Regions from separate parts of the Mus musculus genome. Here all the other regions are linked to region 2. The links are chromatin contacts, called in public promoter capture Hi-C maps. All regions are on one chromosome and are shown on one strand. The core of a region is the stretch at or near the end of the contact, and the rest is flanking DNA. Distances in the headings are between cores, read along the strand shown. Region 1 has its middle 28 kb from the start of Gm50341. Region 2 has its middle 9.5 kb from the start of Pgm5. Region 3 overlaps Pip5k1b (phosphatidylinositol-4-phosphate 5-kinase, type 1 beta). Region 4 overlaps Pip5k1b (phosphatidylinositol-4-phosphate 5-kinase, type 1 beta).

Region 1 (2,700 bases), core at 20-2,519, 290 kb before region 2:
TGAGCCTTGGCTAGGTCGGGTCCATATCAGGCAGAACATGAAGGTGGTAGAATCGAATGGAAGAGGAAGCTGTCTCCTTATGGTGTCCAGAAAGCATGGAAAGGGGAGGGGATAGGGCCAGGTATAACCTGAAAAAACACCCCCACACATACAGGAGACCCTTTTTGCAGTTAGGCCATACATCCTAGGCATTCTAGAACCCCCTCAAAATGTTCTCCCAAGCTGGAGACCAACCATTAACCCTCTGAGCTTTGGGGAGAGCATTCCCTGTGCAAATCATAAGAAGAAGGAGAAACCAAGGGTTGCTAAGGAAGGAGACACAGAGTGTGAGCCAAGCCACTCAGCAGGAGGGATCAACAGAGCTGGGAAGCTGCTGGGGGCAGAAGTTAAACCAGCAGCATTTAGTCTACCGCAAGCATGGGCCTTAAGCATGGGCAGCTTTGAGACTTCTGCGATGATGGCTCCCTCTTGCTTCTGTGTATAACCCAATAAATCCCTTTCCCAAAGTGAACAGCCAATGTAAAGACACCAACGCTGCCTTGGCCAGGAAAACCTGCACTGCTCCTAAGCCTCCCAGGTCCTTCTTTATGTGCATTCAGGATCTACGTTTCTAAATGAAGAAGGAAAGAGTGAAGCTCCGGTGTTTGTTTTAATCTTAGAGAAGTGAGGTTGCAGTTAGAGAATTCGGCGTGATGAAGCATCCCCCCGCCCCCCACCACTTTGCAGAGAATTTGTTCTATGAACCTTGGAACAGAATGGAACTATGTCACTGCTCCTGCTCACAGCAAATACAGATTTAGAATAGTTTGTGTGTATTTAGTCTCCCTGCTGGAGGAGCTGTTAGAACATTACATTCTATTCTGGTTCCCTCCTGTGAGTGCCAGCTATGTTGCTGGGGTAGGAAGCGGTTTTACATTGTGTTCTGAAGACATCCACTTCACGGAGCTATTTTTCTTTTTTTTTTCCTGAAAAGGAAAGATGATAGCCTGAAAATACCCGACAGGCAACAATGGACCTCACCATCATTTTTAACCTTCGTTCATTTGTCCACATAAGTCCCAGGGGGAGCCAAACGAGGAGGGGGGAAAGCGAGTTAGAAAATGAGGCTCTATCAATCGTGCCTTTCGTTCCCTTCCATGGAGCACCATCTGAATTTCCAGCCCTGTTACCCTCAGTAGCATCCTGTTTGCACTTCAGGGCTCCATGCCTATGCTACTTCATCTCTGAGCTTCAGCACCCACTGATCTGTTGGTTGACGTGTAAAGCTTGGGTCCTCTTTGAGTTGGTGGCTTTGAGCCTTTTCAATGGTTTCTCAGTAGTCCTAGGGTGTACCACATCTATGGAGACAACCTGTTTCCATCCAGGAGCTAAGAATATAGAGCAGAGAGAGGTGATCTCTAGCCTGTGGGCCAACTCTAACTTCCTGATGACTATTTTTGTAAGTGGATATAAAACAGGTTTGGTTCTATTAATTAGTAGAATAAGCCACACCTATCTTTTTTTCATGTCTAAGGCTGTTCTTATGCATCTAAGGTTTTATACAACCTAAATGATGAACTTTCTGCTTTTTATTTTATTTTATTTTATTTTGGTTTTTCAAGACAGGGTTTCTCTGTATAGCCCTGGCTGTCCTGGAACTCACCATTTGTAGATCAGGCTGGCCTCGAACTCAGAAATCCGCCTGCCTCTGCCTCCCAAGTGCTGGGATTAAAGGCATGCACCACCATGCCCGGCATGATGAACTTTCTGCTTTTGAAAGTAAGTTTGCTGAACATGACCTAGAGGGGCGTGATGCTCATGCTCCCAAACAGCTTCTGATGCACTGAAGACACTCGGAAAAGTCTTACTGAAGGAGATGAACTGACTTCCCCCAAGTACTTATTCCACATGAAGGTATAAATCTGGAGAGAGACAGAGTTCGGGAGATGGTTCAGTTGGCAAACACCTGTCACACAGCTGTGGGGATCTGAATTTGGAGCCCAGCACCTGTGTGAAAGGGCAGGTGTGGCAGCATGCATCCTCAACCCCAGCGCTACGAGAGGCAAGGGGGAATGGTAGAGACAGGTAGATCTTTGGAAACTCATTAGCCAGCTAGCCCACTCAATGAAGGAGTCTTGTGTTTACCCAGAGACTATTTTACATAAAGTAAGATGGCACTGATCAAGGTTAGAGACTTAGTGCTGCTCTTTGGCTTTCACACATGCAACGCACACACACAGAGGAGGGGAGGAGATGATGATGACGATGATGATAGTGGTGGTGGTGATGGTGAAGAAGAGGAAGAGGAAAAAGACGAAGAGGAGGAAGAGGAGGAGGAGGAAGAAGAGAATAAAATCTGAATATATTCTGGATAGGCTGTTTAGGATTAAGATACAGATAGACAAGAGATGGGAAAGAACTGGGATAAAAAGAGATGTTTTAGTTGACTATTTATTACTAAGTAGTACATTACTTCCTGATGCTAAAATTCCCTCCCCAGGTGAGATATGAACATTGTCTACCCTCTTCTATTAGATCCCAGCCCTAAATCCAAGCATGATCCCATCACAGTTCACCCTGGGAAGCCTCTGATTTTATTGAGCTTGCTTACAGAGCAAGGGGGAGGAATGTGATGACCTCAAAGCAGACACTTCGGAAAGTCTTCTTCCAACACATGGCTCCCCACTCTCTACACAGATAGAGCATCCTTTCCTCTAGTCT
Region 2 (2,700 bases), core at 104-2,603:
GGCTAACATCTGAGGCACCAGGTCTTCCCGGAAGCAAGCACTTCATGCTCCCACAGTTCAATGTGCAACCCACAGATTGCTTGCCGAGGAATGGAAGCCTTCAGGGAGAGCGACGTTCCACCAGCCTCTGATTTAGCGTTCTCTGAAACAGCTGCAAATATCTTCCTCTTCTCTGGGGTTAAAAAAAAATGGACTCTAATTGCTGAATCTCCTGATTTAAACGGCTAATTCATCTCACCAAACGTGTGTTGGAAGGAAACTGAGCGCACCAGGCCCCTTCCAGATCATTCCACACAAGAGATATTGCATCTTATTCTGAAAAGATAATGGGTCAAATATGCTCTCAGTAGGTGCCAAATCAGTACAACCCCATTACTAGTGCCATGGGATGCTGGCCGCTGGCACCAGGGGTGGGTGAAGCAAGTTTGTCAGTTACATTGTCCCCTTAGCTTGATCTTCTATGAAAGACAATTAACAACAAGCCCAAAGTTGCCTACTGCTTTGAAATAAACAGTGCAAAAGTAAAAAGCTAACACTTGGGTCAGTTTTGTGTTGTCCTGTTTGAGACTGGGTGTCACTATAGCTTAGGCTATCAATTCTGTTTTAGCTTTCCAAGGGCTACAACAGCCAACACCTGCCACCATGCCGGGCAGGAATCACAATGTCAAGAGTGAAGTCCCCAAGCAGTGAGCTCCTGAGAAATGCTGTACTTCCATTGCCAACCCCACCCAGAGCCAGAGTCCCAAAGTTCAACTGTCCTTTAATACTCTAGAATCAAAAGATGGTTGTTAATAGTAAATAAATAAATAAACGGGGGAGGGGAGCTTTCAAGGGGCTTCCAACTTTAGGAGGAAGTCCATAAGAAGAGAAGATAAATCAACTTTCTGACTGTAAAAGAAAATATGAACAACTGCATGGAACTGTGCAAGCACACACACACACACACACACACACACACACACATTTAAAAAGCAGTCTATGGTTATTGTGCATGGAACAGCCCACAATGACCTCTCCCGATAACTCCCCACAGCAAATTCTCCTTTTTCTGTTTTCCTGCACAGTTTCAGGCTACTTCTTCAAGCTTATTTTATATGGCAACGATCAGTCCACATTCTGTGACTTGCAGATCTCCTCGCATCACCCCACCCCATCCCACTTTACCATCCATCCACTTATGTTTTTAAAGGCTGCCACCGCTGCCCGGCGACTCAGACAGAGCAACGACAGAGCAGGCAGCAGTACGTCATTCAGAAGTCTTTATTTTTATTGCAACAGAGAGATGTCTCGGGCTTGCAATGCAGAAAGAGCACCGGCTGGCTGTACTCCGTGCAAAGAGAGCATCCTGTGAAAGGGAAAGTGGGGTTTTATCAACAACGGGGGTCAATCTCCTCTTCTGAATGTGGTCCCAAGTACTGAGGCACCAGTGGAGAAAATGGTCAAACAGCGCCACCTAAAGGAGGAGCCAAGAAATGCAGCAGACGCGTGTCCGCGAAGATCTGCAGATCTTCCTGTGACAACAGTGACAGGAAGGCTGTATGATTGGTTTGTCATCACTTGAGAGAAACACGGATTCTAGGATATATTAAGGAGGAAATATTAGACCAGGCTCTACTAAACAATGGGGAGAAACCCTGTGTAGAGAAAAGTTTGTTTGTTTGTTTGTTCCATTCAAGGTTCCTGACATCTGAAATGATAGCCTAGGGAATCCTGCCTTATATCTGGAGCAAGAAATGAAGCATTGCTTCTTTGCAATCAAGGCACCCCACAAAACTCAAAACAAGCCCAGACTTTAGGAGCTGCCTTTTTGATTCATAACTAGTTTATTTTCAGAGTCTTCTGATTAAAAGGGACATATTACAAAGAAACTTTGCCCTTAAAGGCACACATGACTACTGCAGAATCTTTCCCACAGGGAGCAGCACTGACCTCTGGCCTCCCCATCTTCTCTTTGTTCTCCCTCTCCCTCTCCCTCTCCCTCTCCCTCTCCCTCTCCCTCTCCCTCTCCCTCTCTCCCCCTCCACCTCCACCTCTACCTCCACCTCCCCCTCCCTCTCCCCTTTAAGGTTAACATAAAACAGATCTCCACCCTCTCTGCAGATGGCAGCCTTGCCCAGGAGCGGTTCCTTTAAGCCACCTGTCCGTCCCAGGCCCTGACTCTAAGCCAGCCAAAGTGGGGAAGATTCAGTCACTATCGCCTTTCAACTCCTGGACCCCACAGTTAACAATAGAAATATTAGTCCTTTGCTATATGAAAGGCAGAAGTTTAAGTCCTTCCTTTAATGGGATCCTTGTTGAAATGCAACTGCGACTGACTCTGGCTTCGATTTGCCTTGGAGGAGCTTTTTTCATAACTCAAATCAAAGAGAAGAACGTGCATTCTTGCTAAATTCCAATACGTTTTATTGTTCATTTTGTGTCATGAATAGTGGTCTTGGGATTCAGAGCCTAGCTACACTGCCAGTGGCCCTACACCCTTCCCACCTGTGTCTACCAGACAGCCTGTGTCTGTCAGCTCTTCAGACATCACTAGTTGTCTAAGGTAACCAACATGACAGAATGCTTATTTTGGTTCACAGGGCTAGAAGTTTTACCCATGTTCTCTTGGCCTTATTGCTTTGGTCTAGTGATAAGCCAGCCTGTCATGGTGGGAGCATGTGGCAGAGAAGGCCTGTCCATGTCATGGTGGAAAACTAAGAA
Region 3 (2,700 bases), core at 17-2,516, 480 kb before region 2:
ACACAATGATGTGCAGCCTTCAGTGCACACTTTCTCAGGCAAGGAAGAACTATCTCTACCCAGCAAGTACTGTGTGCACTTTAGAGTCCCTCCCGTGAGATGTTATCTCTAATGCAATGAGGACATCCCGACAGAAGCAAGAAAAAGGTTCAGTCTATTGTTTGTTCATGAATGTAAAACCCAATGCAGATCCCAGGCTCTCATAAAAAAATTAAGTCAGACCCAAGACTCTCTACTTTCTGACTTTATCCACAGCAACTCAATTGCCCGCAGAATCTTCCCATGAGTAGAGTTGAAAATTATGAGAGTACAAAATAACGGAACAGAAAGGTCAAGCAGGTGAATCATGGGGCGATTTAATCTGTCTAGAAGCATGTACATGACCTGAACAAGCTCAACTCAAACAAAATCCTAGCGTAGACCAGGGAGAGGGGCAGGAACCCCACCACTAGCTAAGAAGCTATTGGCATGTGATGGGACTGGGAGAGGGACATTCCGTTTTCTTTAATGATGTGACTCCTGGTTGGTCGGTCAACCACACTACAGGGCAGAGTCCACTTCAAAGAGCAGTTGGGCAGTACAAACTAAACTCAATGGGGGGGACGGACCAGGACTCAAATTGGGTGACTAGGAAGGGGAGGGTGGTACTTATGGGAGGAGTTGGGGGAGGGAGTGTATATATTTCTATTACATTGTATGAAATCCACAATAAAAATATCGTTTAAATCAAAAGAGAGAAAAATCTGTCTGGAAAATCCTAGATTCAGACTTAAATATCTCTCCCAATAATGTCTCAAAATTCTCTATTAGCACTGACCTATTCTGGGGATGGCTCGATCAGTTATGTGTCCAGTCCTCGTTCAGTATATAATTTACAAAAGACAATCAAAGTATTTGGCCTGTTTTGGTAACATTTTTGAATTAACGTTCTGGAGGACACACTTATCACTGTGTAAGTGACTGAGATTATGATATTAAGACAGGAATATGATTTCCACTCTGGAATCCGAGAACTTCATTACCACGTTCTTGGCAACTTCTCAAGGCTGATTTGAAGGACAAACAAAAAAGAATTGAATCAACTCTCCATGTGCGCCCCTGAGCTCTCGAAAGCTGCTTAAATGCATGCATCTTCTCATTTCGATCATCTGCAAGCCCTCCTTGCTATTCCCACCGGAAAGAAAGCATATCCCGACGGGGCTCTGCCAGTGCACACTAACAATGTAGACTTACACCACGTGGTGCAGATGAACTCCGCTACTATTTCCCGGATGGCGCACAACACCCACACTGCTCTCGCTCTTACTGCTGTAGATGAGCCTAAAAATTCCTTTGAGTAACTCCTATGAGGTCCACTGGGTTTGTGAATACCTGGCAGAGCAAACAGCTCGTGGCTGCAGAGATGAACATGCCTGGGGCCTCTCGGGTAGAGGCCGCTTGTTTAGGAACAAATACGGAACACTTCACAGTGCTACACACTTGGGAAGCCCTTCACCCCACCGCCTCCCTGTCCAAGTTATACATGCTCAGACCTGAAATGTGTAATCGGCAAGCATATGGCCAATTTTAATGATACTGAGAACATAGACACGAGAATCCTGGCAGAAATCCAGACATCACAGTACAAAATTAACAGGGATGCAGCTTCAAATCTATCTATGCAGCTGGTAATCACTCATTAATGGTCTCTTCTCTCTCTTCCCCTACTTACGGCCATCTATCCTCACAGTGTGGGTTTCAACAGGCCCCACTTGACAGATGCCAGGACTTGGTGATTTGTGTCACAGCCTCTGTTTCTTTACAGAGACCTTTTTTGAGACATGCCCATTCGTCTTCTGTATTTTATTTGAGCTTAGCTGCTCCAAGATGTAACTCATGAGATGGATCGGACTTCTTAAGGCTATGTTCTTCACAATGGACAATCACCATGGGATGGGTGCAGAGTGGCTACCTGGAGAGCAAGCCTGATGTCTGTGACTTGGTGGGTGAGAGGCGTGAGAGTAGTGGAGAGGGTCGTCAGAACATCTGGAGACCCAGTAGGCAGATGAAGATCTTTTCGTTGGTTTAGTCTGCAAAGCTCCTTTGTAAGTTCTACTCTGTGAAGAATGTGTCTTTTGGGCCTAAGGAACCACTAAGGAAATTTGAGGGAATGGTATGAGAACTTGTTCTGAAAAGAACTTTCCTCAAGAAAGCAACTGTGTGTGATCAGAAATGACCAGAGTGAGCTTGCTGGGCTGTGAAGCAATGGACACAGCAGGACCAAGATATGCAGCCATCTTGTCCCATCATACCCAGTCCTGTGACAGATACTTGTATTAGCAGTGCTGGGAACTGTTGTGATATCTCTTTGGCTGATGAGAAGTTTAACGATATCTAGAAGGAAAAGCCGTTAGCTTTTAAGTGTGTGCCACAAGGGAGGAGGGCGATCTTGCCCTTGGCATCATGAAGCCCCACTGCGTTCTCCTGAGGGATAGCAACCCTTGATGAAACCCAACAATCTTCCCTCCACCTCCAGAACAGGCCCATGTGCTTGTGTAGGGAGTGATGGGGACAGGCACCAGTATTTCAGAGGGACAGGGTGGTAAAAAGAGCCGCAGTAGCCAGAATGCTCAGAAGCTCGCTATATAATCATCAGTGGCAGGATGCTCAGAAGCTTGCTACATCACCATCATCAGTGGCCAGGATTCTCAGAAGCTCGCT
Region 4 (2,700 bases), core at 144-2,643, 420 kb before region 2:
GCTGTATGTACATCCACATTTCCGAAATTCCTCAAAACAGAAAGCAGACAGAGTATGTGTGGATGTCACTGCTAATCATTTTTTATTTTAATCATTCTCTTTTCGTGTTCATTATGAAAACAACAAATAATCCCATTCTTTCAATAAACGTTTAATGAGTATCACATGTCAGGTAGTGAGCCTGGCTCTGGGGCCATAAGGACAAAGACAGGGCCTAATTCACTAGGAAATCACCACAGTGGGATGGAAGGAGAGAGGGAGGGAGGGAGAGAGGAATGCAGACAGCTCAGACACAGTGAGCCATGAGCTCTGCTCTGGATTTTTGCAGGAGGAACTGGGTCAGTCCAGTCTAGGGGGGGGGGTGTCACAGAACGTTCCATTTGCTTATCTGAGGAGCACAGACATTGAACAAAGGCGGTTTGCAGAGGACAAGATGAGAGCAGCTATGTGGGCAAGTACATAGTCTAGCTGGAAAGGGAGTACTTCCATAATCTGCCCCATGTGTTTGAGGAGAGGCACAGCAGCCCTCAATGGGGCTTTTGGGAACAAACAACAATAACAAAGATGCAGAAAAGCAGGGAAAAAAAGATTTAAAACTCCAATGGGTCACTCTCGAAGGCTTAAAGATTAGCAACAAAAACCACACTCAACTGAAAACAACCCTTGACATAATTTCTAAAGCTAGAACTGTCTACACTTTTCAGACTAGAAGAAAAAAAATAAAGCGTCTTGTTATATTCAGAAATCACATTCTTAGATTTTTTAAGTGAATAATAAAAAAGAGAGAGAATAATATCTGCATACACTTTTAAAGAAGTATGGAAAATCTGCATGCTATACATCTGCACAATGGAGCCCACATATACATACATATGTTCAAACATATGGTATGTAACATGTTTATATGAGAAGTTGTAAAAATAGAACCACAGGGTTTAATACTCAACGTAAAGCTCTCCTACATTATGGAGAAAGATAATTTAAAAGAAGCTTTGGTCTGTATTTCTAATATTTATATAACCGAGCCACTGCCAAAACCAATTCCAAACGGCAGCACCTGCTCTCTTTGAATCCAAATGAAGATCAATCAAAACAAATTGCAGGCTCTTCTATTCTCTCATAAAACACATTCATCAGCCCGCAGAATAGCTCTCACAAAGTGAACAAACAGGATGGCTTTAAATGGTGATAACAAAAGGCTCGGCATAAAACGAACCACTTGTAATTCATTTTCCCAACAAAGGTTATGCCGAAAGAATTCATAAGCCCTTTCAAAGCCGTTTCACCACAAGCAACCGACAGAAGAAACTTGCTGGCACAAACAGCTACGAGTCATGTGCTGTCCTCTGACCAGCATCGCGCTCGGTCTCTCATGGAAACACCACCACAGCCGGATATTCCCCAACCTCGCTTTTAAATCCTAAATACACAAAGACCTAATGTGTTTGTGCGCACTTGGCTGGCATGCCAGATGGAGGAAGAAAAGTCAGGAGAGTAAATACATATAAAGCCATGGCATGTAGGAAAGGCATATATTAACATTAAAATATCTTTAAAAAATATCTTCCCAGTCCCCCCTGGGGGATAATCACAACAAACCTCAAATGGTGACTCCTCCCATATAATTCTTCTATGTTCTCGCATTCACTTCTTATATGACATTTGACCAATGACTGATTTCAAAGTATCAAATCTTTATAGTATGGTGTATCTTCTCATTTCTTTGCCTTCTACACTTTGCTTTTGATGCCCCCTTAAGTGTCCATGCCCCAGAAATTGCTCAAGGACAAACCACAGGCATATAAAGTCAGTTATAAGCAGAAGACAAATGTTTGGTCTTAGAGTTAAATAACCAGGTCTTCTGCCTGGCTCTGCTCCTGATGCAGTCTACAAAGTACTTATAGGATGGGTTTGTCTTCTATTGAGAAAGGCAAAGCAGCATAGCCTCCCACAGGCCAGAAGATTACGATAAAAGATAGTTAGTTGGTCCATGACCCCAAAGAATTTCTAATGAACCAGTTGTCAGAGCCTCTGCCTGGTGGGAAGTCTGAAAGAACACAGTGGGGGAGTTGGAAAGACATTTGCGGGAGAGGATGAAAAATGTAGTTATGGGAAGGGAAACAATATGCAGGAGGGAAATGTTGAACTGGGAAATTTTTAGTGTTTTCCTATGACTCGGGGCTAATAATAAACTTGACTGTTATCTTAGTTGAGGTTTTTATTGCTGTGATAAAACTACAAGACCAAAAGTAAATTGGGAGAGAAAAAAGGCTTATTTTCATCCTATTGGGTCATAGTCCATCACTAGGGGAAGTCAGGGCAGGACCCCAGGCAGGGCAGGAACCTGGAGGCAGGGACTGTAGTGCAGACCATGGAGGAGTACTGCTTACTGCCTTGCTCAGTTTGCTTTCTTATATTATCAGGGAGCACCTGCCTAGGGGTGGCCCCATCCACAACAGGCTACGCCTCCAACATCAATCAGTAATCAAGAGAATGGGCCAATTTGGTGGGAGCCTATGGGCCAATTTGGTGGGAGCCTATCCTTTTTCTTCTTTCTTTTTCAAGATTTATTTATTTTTATGAGTACAGTGTGGCTGTCTTCACACACAAAAGAGTGGGCATCAGATCCCATTATAGATGGTTGTGAGCCACCATGTGGTTGCTGGGAATTGAACTCAGGACCTCTGCTCTGAAGAGCAG

What was found. Promoter capture Hi-C pulls out the DNA fragments that hold promoters and counts their contacts.
Region 1: a contact with region 2 is called in a promoter capture Hi-C map of hippocampal neurons, with 4 times the contacts expected there. A contact is called at or near these places in 3 of 39 promoter capture datasets (the 3T3-L1 cell line, embryonic stem cells and hippocampal neurons), 3 of 484 Hi-C or Micro-C datasets (the G1E-ER4 cell line, bone marrow-derived macrophages and erythroblasts), 6 of 130 datasets of targeted methods (the NIH/3T3 cell line, bone marrow-derived macrophages, embryonic basal ganglia and 3 more) and 3 of 9 other capture datasets (adipose tissue, liver and pancreatic islet).
Region 3: a promoter capture Hi-C map of hippocampal neurons shows a contact between it and region 2, with 4 times the contacts expected there. A contact is called at or near these places in 5 of 39 promoter capture datasets (the 3T3-L1 cell line, embryonic stem cells, hippocampal neurons and 2 more), 2 of 484 Hi-C or Micro-C datasets (embryonic stem cells and nephron progenitors) and 3 of 130 datasets of targeted methods (astrocytes, embryonic stem cells and large pre-B cells).
Region 4: a contact with region 2 is called in a promoter capture Hi-C map of hippocampal neurons, with 4 times the contacts expected there. A contact is called at or near these places in 4 of 39 promoter capture datasets (embryonic stem cells, hippocampal neurons, liver and 1 more), 1 of 484 Hi-C or Micro-C datasets (bone marrow-derived macrophages), 6 of 130 datasets of targeted methods (astrocytes, bone marrow-derived macrophages, cardiomyocytes and 3 more) and 1 of 9 other capture datasets (adipose tissue).

The regions. Positions count from the first base shown.
Region 1 is chr19:24,583,357-24,586,056 of GRCm38.p6, forward strand. No RefSeq gene overlaps it. Among named protein-coding and RNA genes, the nearest start is that of Gm50341, 28 kb to the left of the region's middle.
Region 2 is chr19:24,870,033-24,872,732 of GRCm38.p6, forward strand. No RefSeq gene overlaps it. Among named protein-coding and RNA genes, the nearest start is that of Pgm5, 9.5 kb to the left of the region's middle.
Region 3 is chr19:24,386,070-24,388,769 of GRCm38.p6, forward strand. All of the region lies in intron 5 of Pip5k1b (phosphatidylinositol-4-phosphate 5-kinase, type 1 beta), which reads right to left. Among named protein-coding and RNA genes, the nearest start is that of Pip5k1bos, 29 kb to the right of the region's middle.
Region 4 is chr19:24,452,323-24,455,022 of GRCm38.p6, forward strand. All of the region lies in intron 1 of Pip5k1b (phosphatidylinositol-4-phosphate 5-kinase, type 1 beta), which reads right to left. Among named protein-coding and RNA genes, the nearest start is that of Fam122a, 24 kb to the right of the region's middle.